2 separate regions of the Zea mays genome follow, and region 1 is linked to region 2. Evidence: chromatin contacts called from public Hi-C data. All regions are on one chromosome and are shown on one strand. The core of a region is the stretch at or near the end of the contact, and the rest is flanking DNA. Distances in the headings are between cores, read along the strand shown. Region 1 holds the start of LOC103634577. Region 2 holds the start of LOC100126935 (FAD/NAD(P)-binding oxidoreductase family protein).

What was found. Hi-C and Micro-C count contacts between places; a contact is called where the count stands out from the background.
Region 1: a Hi-C map of tassel shows a contact between it and region 2, with 2.9 times the contacts expected there. The contact joins the promoter of LOC103634577 here to the promoter of LOC100126935 in region 2. A contact is called at or near these places in 5 of 25 Hi-C or Micro-C datasets (ear, endosperm, leaf and 1 more).

What each region holds. Positions count from the first base shown.
Region 1 is chr1:50,192,060-50,196,374 of Zm-B73-REFERENCE-NAM-5.0, forward strand. LOC103634577 reads left to right here and starts at 2,293. Exons shown (of 16, transcript XM_008656825.3): 1 at 2,293-2,726; 2 at 3,250-3,444; 3 at 3,522-3,596; 4 at 3,696-3,860. The coding sequence starts at 2,544.
Region 2 is chr1:49,958,445-49,962,950 of Zm-B73-REFERENCE-NAM-5.0, forward strand. LOC100126935 (FAD/NAD(P)-binding oxidoreductase family protein) reads right to left here and starts at 2,592. Exons shown (of 13, transcript XM_008656813.3): 1 at 2,499-2,592; 2 at 1,621-1,676; 3 at 226-490. The coding sequence starts at 2,577.

The sequences.
Region 1 (4,315 bases), core at 1,043-3,542, 230 kb after region 2:
CTAGAAAGAAGGAAGAAGAAAAGCAATCAAAGCACAAGAACTCAAAGGAACACAAATGTCACTCTCTCTAGTCACTATTTGATTGGAATGAACTTTAGACTTGGGAGAGGATTTGATCTCTTGTTTGTGTCTTGGAATGAAGTCTAGGGCTCTTGTATTGAATGTAAGTGGCTGAAACTTGGATGCTATGAATGGTGGGTGGTTGGGGGTATTTATAACCCCAACCACCAACATAGTCGTTGGTGGAGGCATCTGTCGAATGGCGCACCGGACAGTACAGTGCGCCACCGGACACTGTCCGGTGCGCCAGCCACGTCACCAGGCCGTTAGGGTTCGACCGTTGGAGCTTCTGATAACTGGACCACCGGACAGTCCGGTGTTGCACCAGACAGTCACTGTTTACTGTCCGGTGCACCTTCTGCGCCTGTCCTAACTTCTGCGCGCGCAGGCGCGCACTGTAGCGCATTTATTGCTCGTTGCAGATGACCGTTGGTGTTGTGTAGCCGTTACTCCGCTGGCGCACCGGACAGTCCGGTGAATTATAGCGGAGCGACTCCCAGAATTCCCGAAGGTGGCAAGTTCGGAGTCGGGTTCCCTGGTGCACCGGACACTGTCCGGTGCGTCAGACCAGAGCACACTTCGGTTGTCTTTTGCTCTTTTTATTTGAACCCTTTCTTGGTCTTTTTATTGATTTGTTGTGAACCTTTGGCACCTGTAGAACTCATAATCTAGAGCAAACTAGTTAGTCAAATTATTTGTGTTGGACAATTCAACCACCAAAATCAATTAAGAAAATGTGTAAGCCTATTTCCCTTTCACAAGTTTAATATGAAATGATTAGGATGTCCAGAAGGGGTAATTTTAGTTTCTCTATAATTTCTTACGTAATTAAAGTCTATTAATAAGCCCACTTTATTCCTTATAGTCAAGAGTTTTACACCATAGGTTCAAATCATATATTAATATGATAATTCTATTAACGTAAATAATTAAATATAGTCACTCAAAAGTAACTTCTCAAATTATAGTAAAGATTATAAACATCTTAATATTTTTCTGGTGTATTAAAGGCTCGACACTCCCCACTGTTGTCATTGGAGCATTTATGTAAGGAGCATTTATGTAAGGGTGCACCTCTTACTTATCTCTGCAAGGAGCAATTGCTCTCTACAATATAATTCTTTGCCACTGCAACACAATAAATCTATAATCATCTATATCTTGAGGGTGATGGCGATCAACGAACTTTGAATCATTACCAAACCAAACCATTAGGTGATGGCGATCATCGCATACGGAGATCTATTTTTTAATTTAAATCTCTATTCGTGTACATTAGGAGAAATGAGACAATTATATATTTAGGACTCTAAACATTGCGCTTCGCATAAATGCCATCCAAAATATTTTCTTCGCAAAAAAGAGACTATAAACGTTTTATAATTGATTATACTACCATTTAATGTATATTCTTCATTTTACAAAAGTGTTTCCATGTATTTAGCATCGAAGAGTCAAAATTGCCCCTGCGTCTCTCTCTCGTTCGTCTCTATCTCCTGCTTCGATCGTGTTTCTCTCGTATCTCTAGCTCATCTCTCGCCATGCACAACGATGGCGCAAAGCTTGCCACCGAACGACGATCTCCACTAGCTACCACCGCGCCGGACTTCGCCACGGAGGAGCAGGCCGCGGGGTTCGCCATCCCCGCATCGTCCGCCGGGTTCGGCCTTGCTGTGACGTCCGTGCGGTCTGGCCGAGGCCACGCTTGGCAAGGAATTGTTGGTCGAGGCTGCTACCTCCGTTGCTGATGATACTATACGTGTTATGTTGTTCGTCTGTTCACTGTCGAGCTGTTCGAATCCATTGACCAACAAATGTTCAATAAATAAAATAGCAAAGAAATTACTAACGAGACCAGAGAACACACGTTCCCGGTGGAAGGAAAAAATAAAACAAGTTGCAAACATCGCTGTTGCACGAGCGTGATCCTGCTGCCTAGCTTCCATGTTGCCTAGCTCCCCATGTAGGCGAGTGTGATCTTGGTGACTGGTGACCAAATTCCAGATTTCGGGTGGGGAGCTGCAAAATCATTTAGTGCGTATAACTAGAGGGATAAAAGCGTCTCGTTAGAGGAAAAAATATATAAGATTATATTATGAAAAGGAAGAATATATACTAAATGATAGTGTAATCAATTATAAAATGTTTGTAGTCTCTTTTTGTGAAGAAAATCTTTCAAATGGCATTTGTGTGAAGCATAATGTTTAGAGTCCTAAAAATGCAATTGTCTCTAGGAGGAATATAGTTTTTGAGTTTCTTAAACTCCACACCACCTAAGTCAACACATCACCAATCTCAAAGCAACGGGCACGCTGAGGAGGGCGTCAGGGCGAGACAACCCGCTCGCCGTGGACCGTGGTGCCGCCGCGCGCCCGCTGCCCTGCTCCCCTCCACCTTCCGCGCCCTTGCACTGCTGCCTCCAGTATACTGCGTCGGCGAAGCTTCCAGAATTCCTTGCCTAGGGTTTCTCCGGGCAGCCTTCGATGGGGCCTCCCTTCTTCCTTCTCTTCCTCGTCCTCACGGCCGCTGCGGTCGTGTCCTCGGCCCCCCGGCGGGAGGCGTTCCGCCGGGACCCAGGGCACCCGCACTGGCACCATGGCGCTTTCCACGATGTCGAGGACAGTGTCCGCGCCGACGTCCGCCGCATGCTCCACACCCGAGCAGAGGTACTCCCATCTCTTTTCCGCTCCCTCGCCTTCCACACTAGACCACTCTGCCGGCGCATCCATGGCTCACGTGTACTAGTGCGATCCGCGAATAGGAGCACAATTCGACTAGATTCGAGCTGAATCGGAGCATAGTCCTTCATGACTCTGCTCCCTATGTGCGATCTGCCCTTTGGATTTCATCTATCATCTGCGAGATTGACAGCTTTGTTATGAAGTGTGTTGCGCCAATGTATTCAGATTTTTTGTCAGTGTACAAGTTTAATTACATGATATGATTTTACAAATCTTATCTGGAATCGAGGATGAGGATTGCGGTGCTCACCTGGAGTGTTATGGTGTAATCGAGAGGTTGTTACAGTTAAGCTAGTGCTTTATATAGCAACAAAGGACATCAAACTTATTGTAATCTAAACAACGATCGTGAACTGCCATCCTTCTTTTTTATCTGAAACATGTGTGTTGTTGCCTTTGTTTTTATATGTTTTCCATGTTTATTTAACTCACCAGGAATTTTCTTCAGGTTCCATTTCAAGTGCCTCTTGAGGTTAATGTTGTTCTTATTGGTTTCAATGGTGATGGAGGGTATAGATACTCTTTGGATGGGCACAAGCTCGAAGAATTCCTAAAAATGGGTTTCCCACTTCACAGGCCCTCTTGCTTTGAGACAGGGGAGCCAATTGATATCGAGCATCATATTATGTACAATGTTATATCGGTAATGCCTCATTTAGATAATAATGAATTTCTTTTCACAAATGTGTTATCCTATCGTCACCCATTGCAATTTTCTAGGCTGGACAACCGGAGCTGATATCTCTCGAGAAGTCACTGAAGGAGGCCATGCAACCTGCAGGAATTGCAAGAGATGTAAGCATGAATATATTATTTTCCTATAGAGTGATCACTAACAGTTGTTTGTAATTGTCATGATACAGATACACTGCCTAACTATTTTGTCCCTCACAGAGTGAATATGGCAGGGAATTGCCTCTATTTGAAGTAGAAGCGACTGCAGTGGAATCGATATTTCAGAGGCTATACTCATTCATTTTTGACATGGAGCCTGGTTATCCTGCAAATGACATGGATAGGCCTGTTCCTGTTGCGATATTTATTGTTAATTTTGATAAGGTGAAACCCTGTACCATTCGTCCATTCCTCTTGATTGTATTGTCCGTTTCCTGTTTGTACTTTGTAGTCTGATGCATGCATGTAAATTTTAGATTATAGAGAGTGCAGTCCTTCATGGCTATATAGGAGTCAAGATGCAATATCTTGTTCCATCGTACTGTACTTTTATAGGAAACAGTACTTGAGAAGTTGAGAAAATTATTGAAATATGCATAATAACAACTGTTTTTAGATATTTGTAATAAAAAATCCACCAGAGGGGAAATGTATCCTTAATAAGAGGTGAAGCTCTCACCTTTTACAGATTAAAGTCTATAGTAATTTCCTCTATTGAAACTAATTTGTTCTCAAAGGACATTTAGATAGTCCTTTCAGCTGCCTTACTTTTTCTAACATCTGGGAAATATCTAGAGCTGAATCTTAAAAGATTTTGATTCGAGCTCCACAATCCTGAC
Region 2 (4,506 bases), core at 1,342-3,841:
AAAAAACATATGGCTTTGATCCTAGCCATTCATGGCCTTTTGAATGAAACAGATACAGCTACTGCATAGATTCCAGTAGCAGTTGCTACTGTATCTGATCCAGGTCCTAATGTTTTAGCACATTTGTCTGATTCCCTCAATGAACTTTGCTCCGCTCAACGCTACTGCCTAACTCAGAAGCGCGAATTGGAACATCGATGAGCAAGGGGGGCACGAGGTCCGTACCGAATTTGGTGAGGAGGAATGAGAGGACGAGCCCAACAGGGCCAGCTCCGACGATGAGTACGGGCAGATGTGGCGCGTCGCTCCGGCCTCCGCCGCCGGCTAGTGTCGACAAGAGTGGGCTTTGGCAACGGCGGAGCCACAAGAGCGCGCCCCGGTGCGTGGAGAAGAGCCCCCCACGCCCACCTCTGGTGATCGACGGCATAGATGTGATCGATTCGATTGGGGGCGTATGGCCTTCAGCGTCGGTGGTGGAATAGGCTGCAACCTGCAAAAGGGGTTCATGGGTTTAGAAGGGAGAAATTTAGAATTTAACCATTAGGCTCGCTCTAACCATTCCCCCTCTTATCTTCCTCTATTTGTACTTTGTATGCATTTTTAAATAACTTCCCCTCTTTTATTTCTCCCCTTGTTTCACCTCCTCTCCAATCAATTCCCCTATTCGGCTCCCCTTTATACTTTAAGTGGACTATTTGACATTTATATATCAGTTTCTAAAGTTTAAAAAATCATATAATGTTTTTAGTACAGTGACACATTGTTATTTGGTAATTAAAATTAAAAACAATTAATTTCACATTAAATATCATTCTCTATCTCTACTAACTATTAAGACAATAGTGTAGACCATCCTCGTGCCCCCGCCTCCCCTACGAAAGCTGCCTCCGCGCATGCCCAGTGCCGCCCCGCCCTCCCTGCATGCATCGCAGCCTTGCCTTGTGGGGCTCGCCCTCCCCGCATGTCGCGCTCACGCAGCGTCAGAACGCAACCACATGTCGCGCCCCCAAGAACCCCAGTTTCAATTCTTCGGAAGTCTTAGAGCTTGCAGGGACGGGACGGACGGAACGGCAATGCGCAAAGGCGCCGCCTCCGCGCGCGGCTCCGGGAGCACCACGCCGGCACAGCGAAACCTCCTCTCCGCGCGACCGAACTCAGATCTCGCCGCCGCCGAGCTTCAGAAGGACGGCTCCGAGCTCCAGGGGGGGGGCTGCTTTCCGCCGCCGCGACGCACATCCGACCGCTGCCACCGCCGGAGGGGGAGAACTACTGAACTAGGACCGCGGAGCACCTCCACCGCTGCTACTGACGGACACTGCTTCCTTCTCGTGCCTGCAACCGTGGCCCCGGCCCACTCTGTGCAGCAGGGGAGGAGGAGGTCGCCTTGCTTCGCTTTGCTTCTTCTGTCTTCCTCATGAGCGCAGAGCCTAGAGGGTCTCCCTCGGGGCTCAGCAGCTGGCACATGACGCTGGCGCTGGCATCGATATCCATCCGACGAAATTTAGCCGAACCCCGAAGCAAAATCTAAGATTAAGCTAGCGCAACAAGGGGATTAGCAACTGTTATGCTCTGAATAGAAGCGTGGGAAGAGAAGAACCTGATGCAAGTGAGCGAGCGTACCAGTAGAGGAGGAAGAGGGCGGCGGCGGCGGAGCAAGCAGCTTCTGCTGATGAACCCTGTGAACACGTTGTCAATAAGTAAGAAGAGAAAAAAGAAACTAAATAAGCAATTTGAACTCGAGCTCTGTTTTGAAACACAAGGGAACTGGCAGAGAGGGTCTCGTCTCTCGTGGAGCGCATTGGAAGCAGCAGCCAACAGACACAAAATCCTCCACCGTTTACATGGAGAAACACGAATGGCGGTGGCCGGTGGATACAGATCAGCGTCTGCAGCCAGCAGCACCCCTGCCGAAGCCGCGAAGCACTGGGTACGTACGGGGACTCCGGTAGCAGACTAGATCTCATCTCTTGTTTCTTTCTGCGCCAGACCGATAAACGGAATAACAAGAAGAAGAGCACGAACGAAGGGAAGGATGGAGAAGCTTCTGTTTTTCCGCCGCCGCCGCAAGGAAGGAACGGAATCGGTGCCAGAGTTGCAACGCATGCACGCACAAGTAGCATCCGCGGGCATCCCGAGAGCCAAGGCTTTCCCTCCATCGAATTTTCAGCGCCGAATCCAGCGATACAGAGAGGAGGAGGCGCCAAACAGCACAGGAAGGAAGGAAAGGGAGGAGAAAGCGAGGAGGAGGCGTAGCTCACCGGCGGCAGCGGGGCTGGGGAGACGAGGAGGCCCGGACGGATGCGGCGGCCGCGCGCGGGAAGGGAGAGGGATGAGGGGCGGCGGCGGCGGCGGCGGCGGCGGCGTCTGGTGAATGGTGTTGGTGGTGTGCGGCTATGCGCAGGGAGGGGGGAGATGGGAATCGAGCACGCGAGGTGAGGGGGCAGCCGGCGGCGCAGCAGCGCAGGCGGCATATAACTATAAAAATAATCTCTACTAACCATCCTCGTGTCGCCGCCTCCCTACGAAAGTTGTCTCCGGGCATGCCCAATGTCGCCCCCACCCTCCCTGGTCCTGCATGCATCGTCAGTCTTGCCTTGTGGGGCTCACCCTCCCCGCATGTCGCGCTCACGCAGCATCCACATGTCGCGCCCCCACACCGCCATCTGACGCAGCATCATCCCCTTCTATCCTCATATCTCTACTATTTCTTAAGAACAGAGCGTAGGTGTCCACACCGGTATAGTGCATGGTTCTGCCTCCCACCCCCGACATCCTCCGCTCCGCTCCAATCCTGGATGGTGGTCGCACTTTCATCGCCGCCATTAACGGTCTCATTCCCACGTCCGCGGCCGCCCCCGCAATCAACTCCAATGCCCCCGCAATCCCTTTTCAATCCCGGCGCTCACCTTCCATCGACGAAGCGACTCTTCCTCGCACCTCGTTATGCCCACCCCGACCATGACAAGTGGCCCTTAATGGCAGCGTCCCCCCTGCACTTCCTCGCGCTTGCGTCCCAACAAACACCTCTCCATCTAGGGTTGTCGCCGCCCGATCCAGCAGCCATGGTGACGCCCCTCTGCCCACCCCTGCCGCTACGAGAACATTTAGGTTGTCGGTCGCACGGTTCCCCGTGCAACGTGTCCCTTCTCCTCCGTCACTGCCCGACTCCCTCGCGTGGACAGCGTCGCACAACACAGGAGAGCGGGCTGCTGCTTCGTTCCGGGTCAAGGTGAGCCTCCCTCTCCCTGATCTGACACGAAGTGTTGAGCGTCTCGTGGGCGTGCTCGTCGTCGTGGAGGTCGAGCCAGCACTCGAGCGGCTGTCCGGAGGCGACGCGCGCGGCGGTAACAGATCCAGCCTAGGTCAAGGTGAGCCCCCCTCCCCCTGATCGAGCACGAAGTGATGAGCGTCTCGTGGGTGTGCTCGTCGTCGTGGAGGTCGAGCCAACACTCGAGCGGCCGTCTAGACTACAGTCCGAGCTGCTTAGAGCTCTCCTCGCGTGGGACTGTGCCCATTAGCATTTCATCGAGCACATGAATGCTTATGGTCGCTTAACTGCTCCGATTTGTAGGTTGTGGTCCATATCCGGTCGCTTAGCAGCACTAAGGTGTCGCTGCAGGGGAAGACGCGGTGCGTTAGATATGAATAGAATCAGAGCCTTACCTAGATTGGACACCTGAGCCCGATTCACTTTCGACCTTGACACGGACGAACATGTCACGCATGTCTCATGTTACTCTCGCTTCTCAATTTAGCATTCGCCCTTCTTTCCTTCTGCTGACTTTTTTTGTGTTGACTGTGCAAAAATGTGCAACTTCTCCGTTTTCGTGTTGTTCATGATGATGGACTTAATTGGGAGATTATTTGACGGACTCAAAATTCAATCAAGAAGTTTATGTGAGCAGTTTAGTATCTGAATTTTGAACAAGGATAACCATTAGGATGGCATGTTCAAGGTTGTCGCGGTGCCCATGGTGGAGAACTGCATAGTTAGCTATAAGAGCCGCATTCTTGCTTACAGACAACTAAATTGTAGGTTTAAGTTGTTGATCGCTGTTGTAAATACTCAAGTTATAAGATTGCAGTGTTATGGGTTTACCTTTCAATTAATTACAAATTTGTCTACTTCTGCTAGACAGGAAGCGAAAAATTACAATGCTTGGTGACATAGAAAATGGAACACGGAGGAACAACACACTAGACATCATCTACCTAGTGCATATTATAGTGATGTTTGTTGTTCCAAATTTATGTTTCATACAAATTTTTTACTTCCGTCGCAACGCACGGGTACATACCTAGTGATTAGTGAAGAGGGGGATATTAGTGCTCCCCTCTTCACGCGAGGAGATTTCTGACACACAGAAAACAGGGGAGGAAGAGGGTGAAGCGTTGGAGTAATGGAGGGAGTACGTACATACAGTATAGAGGGGGGGGTGAACGATCGAGTGGATTGTTGGAGTGAGCCTTATGATGTGTGGTGTATGTAAACAGGTGTGTCAGGTG